Linked DNA regions of Zea mays: regions 1 and 3 are each linked to region 2. Evidence: chromatin contacts called from public Hi-C data. All regions are on one chromosome and are shown on one strand. The core of a region is the stretch at or near the end of the contact, and the rest is flanking DNA. Distances in the headings are between cores, read along the strand shown.

Region 1 (4,742 bases), core at 2,239-4,738, 150 kb after region 2:
CAAAAAGGGGGAGATTGAAAGGGAAATGTGCCCTTGGGTCATTTCTAAGTATTTTGGTGATCGAATGTCAACACAAGTGCTTCAATGTGAATCAATGCCCATGGATGAACAAAGCGCAAATCTAGAGCAAAGGTATGTTTCTAAGTCTTGGTACATTGGTTTTGTGTACTAATATACTTGTCTAAGTGTTAGAAACAGAAAGAAGAAGAGAAGAGAAGACTTGGCTGTGTACAGCCAAGAGGCTGTTTCGGTCTGGGGCACCGGACAGTGTCCGGTGGTGCACCAGACAGTGTCCGGTGCGCCAGACTGCCCCAGCCGAAGAGGCTGCTCTCGGGAATTCGCCGACGGCGTACGGCTAAAATTCACCGGACTGTCCGGTGTGCACCGGACTGTCCGGTGAGCCAACGGTCGGCCGGGCCAACGGTCGGCCGCGCGATCTGCGCGGGACACGTGGCCGAGCCAACGGTCGGGAAGGAGCACCGGACTGTCCGGTGTGCACCGGACATGTCCGGTGCGCCAACGGCTCTCTGGCGGGCAACGGTCAACTGCGCTGTTTAAGGAAGGAAATCGGGCACCGGACAGTGTCCGGTGTGCACCGGACTGTCCGGTGCGCCCGACGACAGAAGGCAAGATCAGCCTTCCAGATTTGCTCTCAACGGCTCCTAGCTGCCTTGGGGCTATAAAAGGGACCCCTAGGCGCATGGAGGAGCCACCCCAGCAACTCTTGAGCATTCTTGATCATCCACACTCAATCTTTGCGCATCCGTTTGTGATTCTAAGTGATTCGAGCTCTGTTCTTGTGAGAAACTGTGAGATAGTCTTTGAGCTCGAATCTTGGCTGTGTGTGTGCGCGTTTCACTGTGGATTTGTGTGTGTTGCTTCCCTCCCTTACTCCGTGCTTCTTTGTGAATCTTAAGTGTAAGGGCGAGAGACTCCAATTTGTGGAGATTCCTCGCAAGTGGGATAAAGATAAGCAAGGCAAAATTCTGTGGTATTCAAGTGGGTCTTTGGACCGCTTGAGAGGGGTTGATTGCAACCCTCGTCCGTTGGGACGCCACAACGTGGAGTAGGCAAGTTTTGTACTTGGCCGAACCACGGGATAAATCACCGTGTCTCCTCTGTGTTGAATTCTCTGTGATTGTCGTATTGTGCAAGATCTTCTCTTTAGCCACTTGGCAATTATTGTGCTAACCTCTAACAAGTTTTCGTGGCTATAAGTTGAGTTTTTATAGGATCACCTATTCACCCTCCCCCCTCTAGGTGCTCTCAGTTATACCTGCATTAATTTTTCCCCCACTTGCTGAGCCCCGACCATAAGTGAGCTCACCCTTGCTAATATTTTGATCAGAGGGTGATGCTGGAGACTTTGATGGAGAATTTATCGACGAGGAATTCTAAGTCTAACGATGCGCCGGTCAACTTCCTGTGGAAGATTGCCCATTTGTTTATTTCTGCTTTACTTTGATATGATACTGGTTTAAGACACAATGTTTCAGATGATGTAATAAAGTTTTATACTCTCTTTACGCCTTTATTGCATTGTCTTTTGATATACTACACTTGTGACGTCAACATATGTGTGGAAATAGATCCTGACACACATATGGTATGCGCTCGGTTCTACCCCCTGGAACCGTGTGTGACATGCTCTCTCTGGCGGGTGGAGTGGATGGTGAAGAACTCCGACACCATCGTTACTGTCTCTGTGCCACGCCAACCCCTGGCCGTTGTAGCCTGGTTCTCGACGCGACTCATCGTGTTGTGGGTCCTGTAGGTGGCCAGTGCACTTAGGCCTAGGCTCGATAGGTCATGAGTGGGCCACAGACCTAGGGCCCATAGGTCATGAGTGGAAGGTGGACTGACTTTTCCTTTGTGGCTCGGTGTGAGGTGTAGGTAATGGGGCCGGTCACTTACGACGGATCAGTATTGGGTCAGGCATGGAATCCACTCGAGTGGCTTCATCTCGACCCGCTCGACCATCCTTTTGGCTCTGCCTCGCCCGACCTCGGGCTCGGTGTCTCAGGACTAATCGGGAGCGGGTCCTTCCGGGGCGAACCTTTGCCTTGTCCTTCTTCTGCTAGTGGGCCCGAGGGGTTCGAGGATCTTTTCCCGTCAATACTATTTTTAGGCCAACTTCAATAACCTTACACAACCCATATCCTATTTCAAAGTCCACCATATCAATAATATAATTTGTAATGCAAAACAACATTTTGCACGACCATATACGAGACCCGTTGGACACAACATTAGGATCGAGACGACAGCCTACAGAGTCATATTTCATACGATTAACTATAAATATGTCACTAAACTTTTATAAAAATATATAGCTATTTCATTTATATGCCACTCCATGATATATAAATAAATGAGCTATCTAATTTTATAAAGTTTAGTGACATATTCGTGATTGGCCATATTTTTATAGGGATGACTATATCTTTCATTGGTCTTGTAATTATGATTTTATCCTTCATTATTCAACTATGTGAAAGATATGTACTACCCTCTTTCTATTCTGCATGGCACAACCCAGCATGGTAAAATCACAATAAATTACATGACATTTTTTTGTCTTTTCAAATCAAATTTAACACTGTCAACTAACAACTAACGTAACGACACAAAGATATGACAGAGTTTTGTTTCCAAAACAGAGAGGTAAAATCACAAAGTTGAAAAGCAAGGAATAGAATCACAATTGTAAGGTCAGAGAGAGGTACAATCATAAATACCCTTATTTCATATTAGAGTTTGTTTGGTTATTTTCAATCTATATGGATTGGTGAGGATTGATATGAACTGAAAGAGATTTTAACTTATTAGAGATTAAACCCACTCAATCCCCTTTAGACCTTATTTGAGTACTCTAGTATTTACTCTAATCCACGTCAACATATGTGGATTAGGATGAATACTAAAATACTCAAACAAGACCTCAATCTATATGGATTGGGTTGAAACCAACATGGGGCCTGTTTGGTTCAGCTTTTTTCTGATCAGCTTTTCTGAAAATCTGGCTGTGTGGAGAATCTGGCTGTGGGGAGAATCTGAGTATCATTACGATTACGTGTGGAGTAAGATAAAGTTGTTCATAGGGCTCAGGATCTAGAAAGTGACGGATTCCTACTATTACAACGACTCAACCGATTATGTGTTTATGTTGATTTTGGATGATTTTTGTCCCAACGAATTTTATAGAAGCTGGCTAAAAAGTTGAGCGTTTGGCAGTCCGCAGCAGCTTTTGGTGGCCAGAAGCTGCCAGAAGCCGAAACAAACAGGCCCATGACCTTGTAGAGTTCATCGTGTGATGCGGGGCCCACCTCTAAGTGAGTGCCGCCCATCAGCCCAAAGTCAACCGGTCTCCCACGATCGCGACCGAAGGCGACGGGAGGGATCCAACGGTCCAGATCTCTCTCGCACTGTCCCCTCCCCCCTCTCATTTTTCACACGAACCCAGCCGTTGCAGGCCAGACAAACGGGACAAACAAAGAGAAAGAAAGAAAACTAGAGGCGCCCGCACGCAAAATCCAAACCCAAACCCTCGGCGAGGACGCCACCGTGGCGACCGCGGTGGATGCAGCGGGTCTGGTGCCCGCCGACCTGGAGCGGCGGGTGATGGCGGCGGTGAAGGCGTCGGAGGCGCGCGGGGACCCGCCGCTTCTGCAGGTGGTGGAGCTATCCCGCATCGTCGCCGTGGAGGGCGCGGGGACCCTCTCCAGCGCCGACCTTGCCAGGATCCTCGTCTCCAACCTATGCTTCGCGCACAACTCGCCCTCGCTCTGGAAGCTCCTGGGCCAGGCCGTCGTGTCCCGCCTCCTCTGCCCGCTCCACGTTCTCGCACTCCTCACCCCTAGGTGCGTGCGCCAGCGCTCGTCCCCCGCCCCCACCCCACCGCCGGAGGGGGTGGGGGCGTGCTGAAATTGGTGCCCGTCTGTGTGCTCTCCGCTCACTTCTCTGTGGGGGTGTGAATTTCTCATCTCGCGGTGGTTTTGTCACACAGGGTGCTGCCGCAGCGGCGAGCGCAGCCTGAGGCGTACCGCCTGTACCTGGAACTCCTCAAGTGTCATGTCACGTCGTCCTTACTGTCGATGGAGGCTGGGCCTAATCGTGACAAGTAAGGTCTTGTGCTACCACTAGGTGTGATTTAGTCATAACATCTGGTGTCCTGTGTGAACATTTTCCTACTGTTTAGATATAATCCGTCGTTCGAAATATGTATTGTGCACAACATTGTATAGATTTCGTGTCATAGTTCGAAGGTAGAAGCATTCCCTGCAAGCTGAACGTTTGAACCTTGAATTGCACCACTCAATTCCAATATTCCGTACTCTCTCTCTAATTTACATGTTTAAGATTGGGATTTAATGGCGACACTCTATGATATGGGTCGTTCCTGAACTTTTTTTTGTTGCCGTTTTTCCTCTCCAAGTTTCCTGATTTCACCTTTTTAGTGTAGCCATAGCATATTAATCACCGGTAAACTGCAGTACACTTTAGAAGTTGTTCATAAGTGACTACTGTACTTCCCAGGATAGGGAAGTCCATTGCTGAAGCTTTGCAACTATCAAAGGTTTATGGATTTTCTGGAACAGAGTTTGGACATGTTGTCATTATGTTTGTGTTGGCTGTTGTCAGTAAACTGATTGATAGTATATTTGAGGATTGTGGCTTTCCATCTGCGATGGTAGAGGGGCAAGAGAGTGTCAATGCCATCGATGGGCCACAGCCTATGGACT
Region 2 (4,827 bases), core at 1,138-3,637:
ATGTAGGCAAATGATTCTGCAAATCATCATAGTCTAGAACACCATGGCCGAGACCAAACAAGGGCTAACAAGCTAATCCACAAATGGAAGGACAAATGTGTACTAGGAAATCCAGCAAATAATTGTTCATTTTTTGGTCAGGATGTTTAATAAGTAGAAAACTTTCTAGAACAGCAAAATAAGGGACGATAACAGTCGTAGCGGATAATGCATGGAATAAACTGTGGAATTATTTTGTGCCTCAGAAATTGCAATTCTTATCAGACTTTCAAACAATGTAGGCAATAAAGTTGCGACTCATCATTGGCAGGAAAAAATATGGTGGGGTAAATGGCGTCAATTAGCAATGTATAACAAAATAATCATGTATAGGGGAATGAGATGGGAATGACTGAAAGTGCCTAGAGCTATTGGAAATACATCACACCAAAACTGCAGACATTTACCTGTTCGCAGCGAAGGAAGAACAGACGATTTTCCTTGGACAGAATGGTATCAGGGCTCTTGCATCCATTGCAGATGACGTACTCATCTGAGAAATGAGTCAACTTTCAGATAGCAGGGAGAAAAACAATAAACAACCATCATATTTATTCAATCATATCAGCAAACAGCAAGTAGCTTATAACATCATCTGTTCAAAAAAAAAAAAGCATACTACAAGTATCAACGCGATCAAATTGGATAACTTACTGATGTATCTCCTCAGGATTGCTTCAAAGTTTTTGGGGGCAAATCTTCCTTTGATCACCAACCTTTGCTGCCCATCAAGTGACCCGCTTGTTCCCATTTCAGCAAGTAAAAACATCATCACATGCTCAGGTTGCCTATGCATCCTGGAGATACAAATTAAAAGTTATTTTTTTTTGTAATTTTATCAACGAAGCAGCAGAGACAATTTAAGGAGGCGAGGGAGTATCAGTAAAAAATATGCTGCCACAATTATGTTGAAACTTACGTTTTACACAAATCCATAAAGTTAACAAAAACTGTCTTCTTTGTTCCCTCCCTAAGAACTTGTGGTGGCCTCATAACGGTCCTACGCCTATCCCCAGCAAGATCTGGGTTGTTCTCACGTAGAATGTTGAACACCCTGTCCAGCAGCTGGAACAGAAAAGGTCAAGGTCAAATTTCACAAAAAGGTAACACATATTGAAGATCCACTGCTGAAGAAGTAACCAAAATTAATGATAAAGAATGCTGCATATCTGAATGCTCACAAAGAAACAGATGTAGATACCATGCAAGTCATAACAACAAAATGTGGCTGTAATGTCATATAACATTAGAACCACGAAAATGCACGGGGATCCATGTTTACAATTGTGACAATCACATATCAGCCAGAAGGGCACAAAATAGTCACATGTTTACTAACAACCAATGCACGGGGATCCATGTTTACATGGACAAAATAATTGGCAGAAAAATATTTAAGCACCTCTTCATATTTATAATCCCGATCAGTTCCCTCCCAAGGGTATGTAGGGACACTTCCCAGCACAATGCCTTCCCCTTGTTCCTCTACAGCTTGATCATCTGAAAAGCAGGGAGTCAGATATTGCAAAAGTACTCACAAGAGCAAGGATTAAATTCAGAGCAAACGAAATGCACCTTGAGTGTCCTCCCCATCTCCAAGCTCATCAAGAGTTGAATCAAGATCCACCTGAAATTTTGCGAAATGAACCAATGTAAAGCCTTAATTCACTGCATGTTTCTTAAACTTGCATACTGCCTAAATGTAAAGCCTCGATCCATTTTATGATTCTTAAACGTTGTCCAGTCTAGCTCCAAATGAGTGTATCTGATGTACCGGCTTCTTCTTTTTCTTCTTCATTCCAGTGAAGTTAAGTTCAGCGGGTTCTGCGACTGCCAGTGTTTCTGTCTTCTCTGCAAGCTTGTCCACTTCATCAGAAGGTTCTTGGATGACAACCTTCTTCTTTTTCTTCTTCTTGGTCGGGTCGAAGGGGGCAAGCTGTAGGGGAAGAAAAAAAATATAGATACATAAACCATGTGGTGGAACAGAACCTCAAATCCAACTCACAACTTGCAAGCTCAACCTTAGCTGGAACCGCATCAAATCAGGCCAAGCAACCGAACAGCAATAAAACTAGAAGTACAACGAACACGAACACCCCGTCTCGATCAGCGATCAGCGCAACGAAGGAGGAAGAGCCATCTCACCTCGGAGGCCTCCTCTCTCCTCTCCGAATGCTCCTCGTCCGCCATGGCTGACGCAGTCGCTTTCACCGCCGACACGCCCCTACTCTCGCTCCGATCCCTGCGACGGCACGAAGCCGGTTAGATCCAGAGCGGGGCGCTGGTTCCACTGGATCGACGCGAGACTCACGGGCGGAGAGCGCGAGCGACGACGGTGACGGCGGCGCGTTCGAACTAGGGTTTCTAGGTGGACATCGTTCGCCTTATCTTTTCCATTTCTATATACTCCTCGGAGATCGTCTCGGTAATGCAACGGAAAAACGTCTACCGCGGATCGCCTCGATCTCAGCCGCCTGATCTTGATCGGACGGGTTATCGGGCAACCTCATGGTGCTGAACTTGGAATATGATACTATTTGGAGGGTTTTACAGAAAACGTATCTCCCAGCGTCATCCTGAGCCGTTGATTTAGATCGGACGTAGTATATCGTTCTCGGAAAACTTGCTTAAAAAAAGTTGGAATTGCCTTCCGCATAACGCCGTCGACCGTCGTCGTTTCCAAATTTCTGCTGCCCCTCGAAACCGTTCCTTTCCAGCACCGGCACGGCAAGACTCTGAATTGTTCGAGGGCGCATTCGACGGCAGCAGCGGGCTGATTGCTCCGCCCTGCAGCGGCGGTGACGGCAACGATCCAGTTTCTTCCTATTATTGGCTTGTTCAATATATGTTGCCAACTGTATGCTTGTGCCAATCAAGGAGTTTGTTGGGGTGATCGTTGTCAAATGGTCTGATAGATGCAACTGTATAAAAAGGATTTGCAATCGAGCAGGCTAACAATTTCAATTTTCCAGCGGAAGAATTCTACGCTCGCCATGAAACAGAGTTTCAGACTATCAATAAGAAAGCTCAGTTCTTTCTATCTGAGGCTAAATGCAGCAGATGCTAACCACGGTTTACAAGAAACTCAATCATAAATAAATTAGCTAACAAATCAAATGAGGTGCAACTGGCAACAACAACCGATCAAGCGGACGAAGGGAGCTGCGCAGGATTTACACCGATGGAGGGTTCGACTCCTTGGATTTCTCATCAGAAGACGCGCGGCTCTCCGAGGTGGACTGGCGGAGCCCCTCAATCATCCTGATCACCTCCTCCATCGTCGGGCGCCGGTCTGGCGACTTGGCAGTGCACACCATGGCTATCTGCAGCATCTGTACCAGCTCCTCCTCGATGTTCTGGTGCTTCATCAGCTCCACGTCAAACACCTCGGCCGTCCACTCCTCCCGGACCACCGAGTGCACCCATCTCGGCAGGTCGACGACGTCGTCGTTCCCCTGCGTCTGGAGCGGGGCCTTCCCTGTGAGCATCTCCATGAGGAGGACGCCGAAGCTGTAGACGTCGGACTTCTGGGTGATCTTGCGGTTCTCGACTATCTCTGGAGCACGGTAGCCGACCACGACGCGAGATGCGTTGACCGGCACACTCGTCAGAGCGCTGAGGCCATAGTCCGAGACGGAAGGATTGTGATCTTGGTCTACGAGTACGTTGGTTGACTTGACATTGCCATGGGTGAGCTTCGCGCCCCCTTCTGAATGTATATGTGCAATTCCATATGCTGTTCCAAGGATGATCTTCATTCTGGAGTTCCAATCTAACGGTGTCTTCGCGGTAACGCCCCGGATACCTGTTGATCAAGCAATCCAGCAAGAAACACTCATTAACAAAACAAATGGATATCTCAGTTATCTAGCACAAGTTGCACTCTGTAGAATGAGCGTGTCAAGCTATGTTAAAGCAATGCAAGTGCAGCTTCAGCCTTCCGCAGCAAGTAGAAGATATACATATGAAGGTGAGTTTTCTTCCCAACCATATTGAAGAAAAGAAGCAACTAATATCTAGTCAGTGACATACGCAGCTCTCCTGTGTTTTTGGAAAAAAAAATTGATGTTAAACTGAGAGAAACATAATAAAATGGCAGAGATACAGCAAGCTACGTGATTCAAGCTGGCACTTTAGGAATGCTGGCCTGTTGTTAGTAAAAATGGGTATCGATCAATCACATCAGTAATGATTTTGAAAAATATCACATCAGCAATATGTCTGTAGCAGTGAAAAATCATACCATGCAACATGGCCGAAACACTTCCAGTGTCAATATAATCATAGACGATGAGCTTCTCGTCTTTGGAATAGTAGTAGGCGCGTAGTGGGAGTAGGTTTGCATGTTTGCCCAACCTCTCGATGAGCTCCATCTGCTGCTCAAACTCTCTTTTCCCTGCCACAACATCTTTTAATCTCTTCACTACCACGACAGTACCATCTTCGAGTACAGCTTTGTAAGCAGTTCCATAACTACCCTTGCCAAGGACTTCTGCAGAAGCCCTCAGTAGATCCTCCAGGTCAAAGCTATAGGTGCAACCCTCCAAGAACACCAACTTATTCTTCTCAGCAATTTGGCCGCCGCTACTGAATTCTTGCTTCGGCTTCTCGCTCCTGGTGGCAGTACCCTTTCCTTTGGATTCCACATCAATCTCGTCCTTGCCTTTCCTCTTTGAAAAGCACACAACCACGATTAGCGTCAGCAATGCAAACCCACCAACAGCAACTGCAACTATGAAACCCGTGCCTAGTTTCTTATCATGATGTGTCAAAGGTGGAGATTGAGGC
Region 3 (4,369 bases), core at 1,607-4,106, 180 kb after region 2:
AGACTGTTCGTGATACATTTAGATTTGTCAGGTGCTGTGTTGCGGTTCCTTATGAATTTTGTACTCATTGTATTTATTCCCTTTTTGTAGCCCTTTGCTAAGCTTAGTCTTGAAGTAAACTTTGCAGAAATGCTTAAGGACAACCGCCCCTAACCCGCGTCTATATATTCAGTGTCAGTCCAAAAGGGGTCAAGTTTCTCTCTACTGCTGATAAAATAGATGGAGCACCACTGGTATTTCAGCTGACTGCAGAGATGATTGAACTAGAGGAGCACGGTAGTTCACATCATAAAGAAGGTGGTTTGAATCTTGTGCCAACATTAGAATCTGAAAAATTTTCTGAGGTAGGCTCATCAAAATGCTATTTATTGATCCCCACGCAGTCACCCACCTGGGAATTTTCAGTATTTTATTCTTTTTCCTGATTTAAAATTTTGCAGGATGAATCAAAACTCTATCAAAGGCTCCTGAATGTTAGGATGAAGATTGCTCAAGATATTGGCACTGCTCCGTGAGTAAAAATCTAAACTACCATAACAAGTTTATGGATATATGTTCTTAAGCTAGTTTATGCTAGAATTTGGAGAAGTTAGTGAACTGAATTTCGTTAATCCTGCTTATTACAGGTATGCTGTATGTGGCGATCAGACAATAAGAAACTTTGCAAAGATGAGACCTTCTACTGGAGCTAGACTTGCTAATATCGATGGTGTCAACCAGGTACTACTTTGAAATGGTTACTTATCAAACTATCTTTTGTTAATCCGAGTAGTATGCATCTCGGCAGTTCATCCATTTTTTTTAAAAAAAACAATACTGTGTGGCCGTTGTTTTCTGTATTGTACTTATATATTGATACATCTGACCTTTTGTTTGCAGCATTTTATTTCACGTTTCAGTAACATTTTCATCCAAAATATTGCGGAATTGTCGAAGGAGTTAAACCTCCCGTTGGATAATTCACCATTTCCACCACCACCACCAACAAATCCAGCTGCAGAAAATATTGCTGGTATACCAAAACCTGTACAAAACAATCTTCCTGGGATCTTGGGTGATGCAAAGCTGACTGCATGGGAATTGTGGCATAAGCAGGAGTACTCATTCCTGAAAATTGCTGTAAGTTACCACAGTTTTCGTTTTCTGCTGACATGATACTCAAGTTCACAGCTTGATATGATTGTGTATTCTAGTATTTCCGCAGAGCAGTGCCAATAAAAGAGCAAACAGTTATTGCGTACATTCTTGATGCTGCTCGAGAAGGATGTGAGATGGACTGGAGTAGGTTTTGCAGGGAAGTAGGGCTGACACCTGATATAGCCACCGCAATTCGTCTTGCAATCTCAAAGGTTGGATCACGTGAGAAAATGAAGCCAATCAAAGAGGAGCTCCCAGAGAATGTACTCTCCCTCTGCCTAACCACCCCATTTCTATTTCTGATTAAACAGTGTCGCTTTTCCCTGCAAAAAAAAAACTTAGTATTGCTTCTGAAAAACATAACAGCCACTCTCATCAAGCAGCAACCCACATTTCATTTTATGTTCATCCAAAGCAGTCATGAATGCCTAATTTACTTAGGGAAAATTACAGGTAACTTATGACATGATCAAGACATTCCTGACTATTGAGGGGTGTGGATTGTCAGAGCAAGTCTTTGGTAACGGTACCGCTGACGGTGTCTCTAGTAGAATAGCAGAGTCACCAATATCTTCCTGCCATGCAAGTGAAGCAGGCGGAAATGGTGTCCCAGCAGCGGCAGAGGCCAGTGATGCAAACCCTTCAGCAAAGAGAGGTCAAACTGTTTGTGCTGAGGAGCCAGCAACAAAACTGCAAAGGACATACGAGCATGGAGCTGAGTTAACTGGCACGGCGACTGCTACTGTAGATTCTGTGCTAGATCTGGTTGCGAGCTGCAATGGGGTAAACGTACTAAACCATTTCATTTTCCCCCCAAGCTTGATCGAAAACCTCTGATGCTGAGTGACTTGGTCTAGAGATATGTGGACTCGTGTGCGTGGGGCCGAACATTTCAGTGTCCCACACTCTGACTTAAAACGTCAGGACCTGCTTCCGAAATCCATGCCGTTCCTGTTCTGACGAATGGCATATTATTTCAGGTATCGCTGGAGGATGTTGCCAAGCACTTCAAGGGATCCAAGAGAGAATCGGTCCTGGAGATATTGGAGGGCCTTGAATCTGAATTCACAATTTACAAGAAAAACGGGAACTACATGGTCCTGTGACAAACTTGCCCGCGTAGTCTGGGAAGGGGATATGCCTCAGCTGTGTGTGTATATATATATATCTATACGATGGTGGGTGACTTACTGACTTTGGACTATGGTAGCAAGGTTGTTGGCTGGTGTGCATGTGCTCATTTTGGGGATTGGGCAGAACTAGCAGATGTACGAACGTGTGTGTTTGGAGCTGGGATCCTTTCTGTCATCTCGCATATGAGTATCTTGGACTAATTGACCCCGCGTATTTTCGTTGGGTTTTGATGCGTTCACCCTACTCGTTCAACAGCTTAAGATCAGGTTTGACTCCTATTGCAATTTTCCTACGTGTCCATTTGGAGCAAATTATCAAAGGTTTTAGAACCACACAGAATTCCTATAGAATGCCTTAACAATTCGTAAGAATTTCGGAGGAAACATTCCATGGTAAAAACTTCCGCCACAGATATCAACCACCACTCTTACCATACATTTTCTTTGCTCCGATGATATTTTATGATTATTACGGTCTAGCGAAATCACGTGATGCCTTGCAAGTGGGAAACACGAGAAACCGTACTCGGCCATTGGAGAGCAGGTGAACCAGTTGTCTTAACAAAAAGGGACACGTACTCGGCTCGGGCACGCCCGCACGGCCGCACCGCACCACCAAGCGAACCCATTGGCTGTCTCTCTCACGGCTCACTTCACTGTTCACTCGGCGGCACCGCACTGCGCCAGTGCCCCGTCGCCGATCAAAGCAACCGCCTCCAACGCGGCAACGGCAACGGCAACGGCAAGCGCCGTCAGTCACTCCCGTAGTAGCCGCCCCGCAGTGAGTGTGTGAGCGAGTGAGATGATCAGCGGAGGGGCCGCGGCCGCCGGGAACCCGAGGAGTAGGAGGACGCGATGAAGGCGCAGCCGCTGCTACTGCCGGCGCTCAAGAGGCGGAGAGGCCCTCGCGTGGCGGTGCTGGCGCTCGTCCTCTGCTCCCTGCTCGTGCCCTTGGCCTTCCTCTTCGACCGCGCCCCCTCCGGTACGTCTACCCTACGCTACGCCTACCCTTCCCCGTTCGCTTCCTCTCATTGCGCATTGGGTTGGGAGCGCGGGGCCCGCCGCGCTCGGATCACCGCGTCTCCGCCGTCTGGATCTGGGGCTCTAGTTCTCTCCAGCGGTTGCCCGCCTGTCCGGTTACCGCGCGCCCGTGCTGATTAACCAGCCGCCCGCTTCTCGCCTTTTCGGGACTGGCTTCTGTTGTCTTATACTTTCTGATTGGTGTGGGCGATGCAGGATACGTGACGACGGAGGAGCGGCACCGACAGGTACCCCCGTCGCCTGTTTCGAACCCTCTATTTTTCCCTCAGCCGTTGTTTGACGCTGATTGATTTGGACGGCACCATGTGCGAGCGGGGACGACGGCTCACTGATTTCCGCTACTTTTTTTTTTGCACCCCCGTGTTTTCTTCACCGTGTTGGATTCAGGAGGTCGTTCTGCCTTTGTTGGATCACGTGGCGGAGAAGAGACGTCCGAGTGGTAGTGGCGCTGACACGCGACAGGTCTGTTGGCTGTTACTCTCGAAAGCGATTGTGTTCTTTGTAATATTGTTTTTGTTTGGATTGGAGTCTTCTTCTTCTTTTTCTTTTTTTTTTGGGGGGGGGGGGGGGGGGGGGGGGTGGCACCGAAATGTTGTCTGTTAGTTATCTCCTATTTAGCACCGATCCACACGTTTGAAACTTGTCTAACGCCTACGCGTTCTGCAATTAGAGGCAATGCTCTGTGGGTTGCCTCCTCACCTGTTAGTGATGTAGGGACAATTGTTTCGTATGTATATGTTACAAGGATTGGTTCACTTTTTTTTTCATTTCGGGTGCATCAAGTACAAGTGAATATATCGCTGAAAATTGCTTCTGCAGTCCGTGACAGTCGCATCTCTCTCAGGATGCGCTGGAGAAGAAGGTCCCCGGTAGTAGTGCAGGAGTCATTCATCAACAAACACCGGATAAGAACATCTCCAAAGTCATTCGTCAACAAACACCGGAGAAGACCATCTCCAAAGGCAGTGCAGGTGTCGTTCATCAGTATAAGCAAATTGGTAGCCACTCCACAAGTGATGGTGCTAAACCAAAAGGTATGTTGTAGCGGTACAGCACCC

Evidence for each region. A called contact is a pair of places that touch in the nucleus more often than the background predicts.
Region 1: a Hi-C map of leaf shows a contact between it and region 2, with 2.1 times the contacts expected there. The contact joins the promoter of LOC100193939 here to the promoter of LOC100502362 in region 2. A contact is called at or near these places in 11 of 25 Hi-C or Micro-C datasets (bundle sheath, ear, endosperm and 3 more) and 1 of 3 datasets of contacts at active chromatin or transcription factors (leaf).
Region 3: a Hi-C map of an unstated tissue shows a contact between it and region 2, with 3 times the contacts expected there. The contact joins the promoter of LOC103633569 here to the promoter of LOC100502362 in region 2. A contact is called at or near these places in 8 of 25 Hi-C or Micro-C datasets (bundle sheath, ear, leaf and 2 more).

What each region holds. Positions count from the first base shown.
Region 1 is chr7:182,446,549-182,451,290 of Zm-B73-REFERENCE-NAM-5.0, forward strand. LOC100193939 reads left to right here and starts at 3,489. Exons shown (of 12, transcript NM_001359354.1): 1 at 3,489-3,860; 2 at 4,007-4,120; 3 at 4,537-4,742. The coding sequence starts at 3,622.
Region 2 is chr7:182,298,170-182,302,996 of Zm-B73-REFERENCE-NAM-5.0, forward strand. LOC100502362 (eukaryotic translation initiation factor 2 beta subunit) reads right to left here and starts at 2,388. Exons shown (of 9, transcript NM_001196840.1): 1 at 2,351-2,388; 2 at 2,185-2,281; 3 at 1,814-1,975; 4 at 1,615-1,666; 5 at 1,442-1,539; 6 at 959-1,104; 7 at 694-836; 8 at 447-532. The coding sequence starts at 2,229. LOC100383618 (putative leucine-rich repeat receptor-like protein kinase family protein) reads right to left here. Exons shown (of 3, transcript NM_001176266.1): 2 at 4,283-4,827; 3 at 3,126-3,844. The coding sequence ends at 3,213. LOC111589810 (small nucleolar RNA SNORD34) reads right to left here and starts at 38; the gene lies at 1-38. LOC111589807 (small nucleolar RNA SNORD34) reads right to left here and starts at 312; the gene lies at 235-312.
Region 3 is chr7:182,472,960-182,477,328 of Zm-B73-REFERENCE-NAM-5.0, forward strand. LOC103633569 reads left to right here and starts at 2,857. Exons shown (of 11, transcript XR_004851629.1): 1 at 2,857-3,252; 2 at 3,507-3,538; 3 at 3,699-3,773; 4 at 4,156-4,345. It overlaps LOC103633568, which reads left to right. Exons shown (of 20, transcript NM_001348048.1): 13 at 1-31; 14 at 173-344; 15 at 441-511; 16 at 627-720; 17 at 880-1,119; 18 at 1,194-1,400; 19 at 1,591-1,920; 20 at 2,118-2,452. The coding sequence ends at 2,243.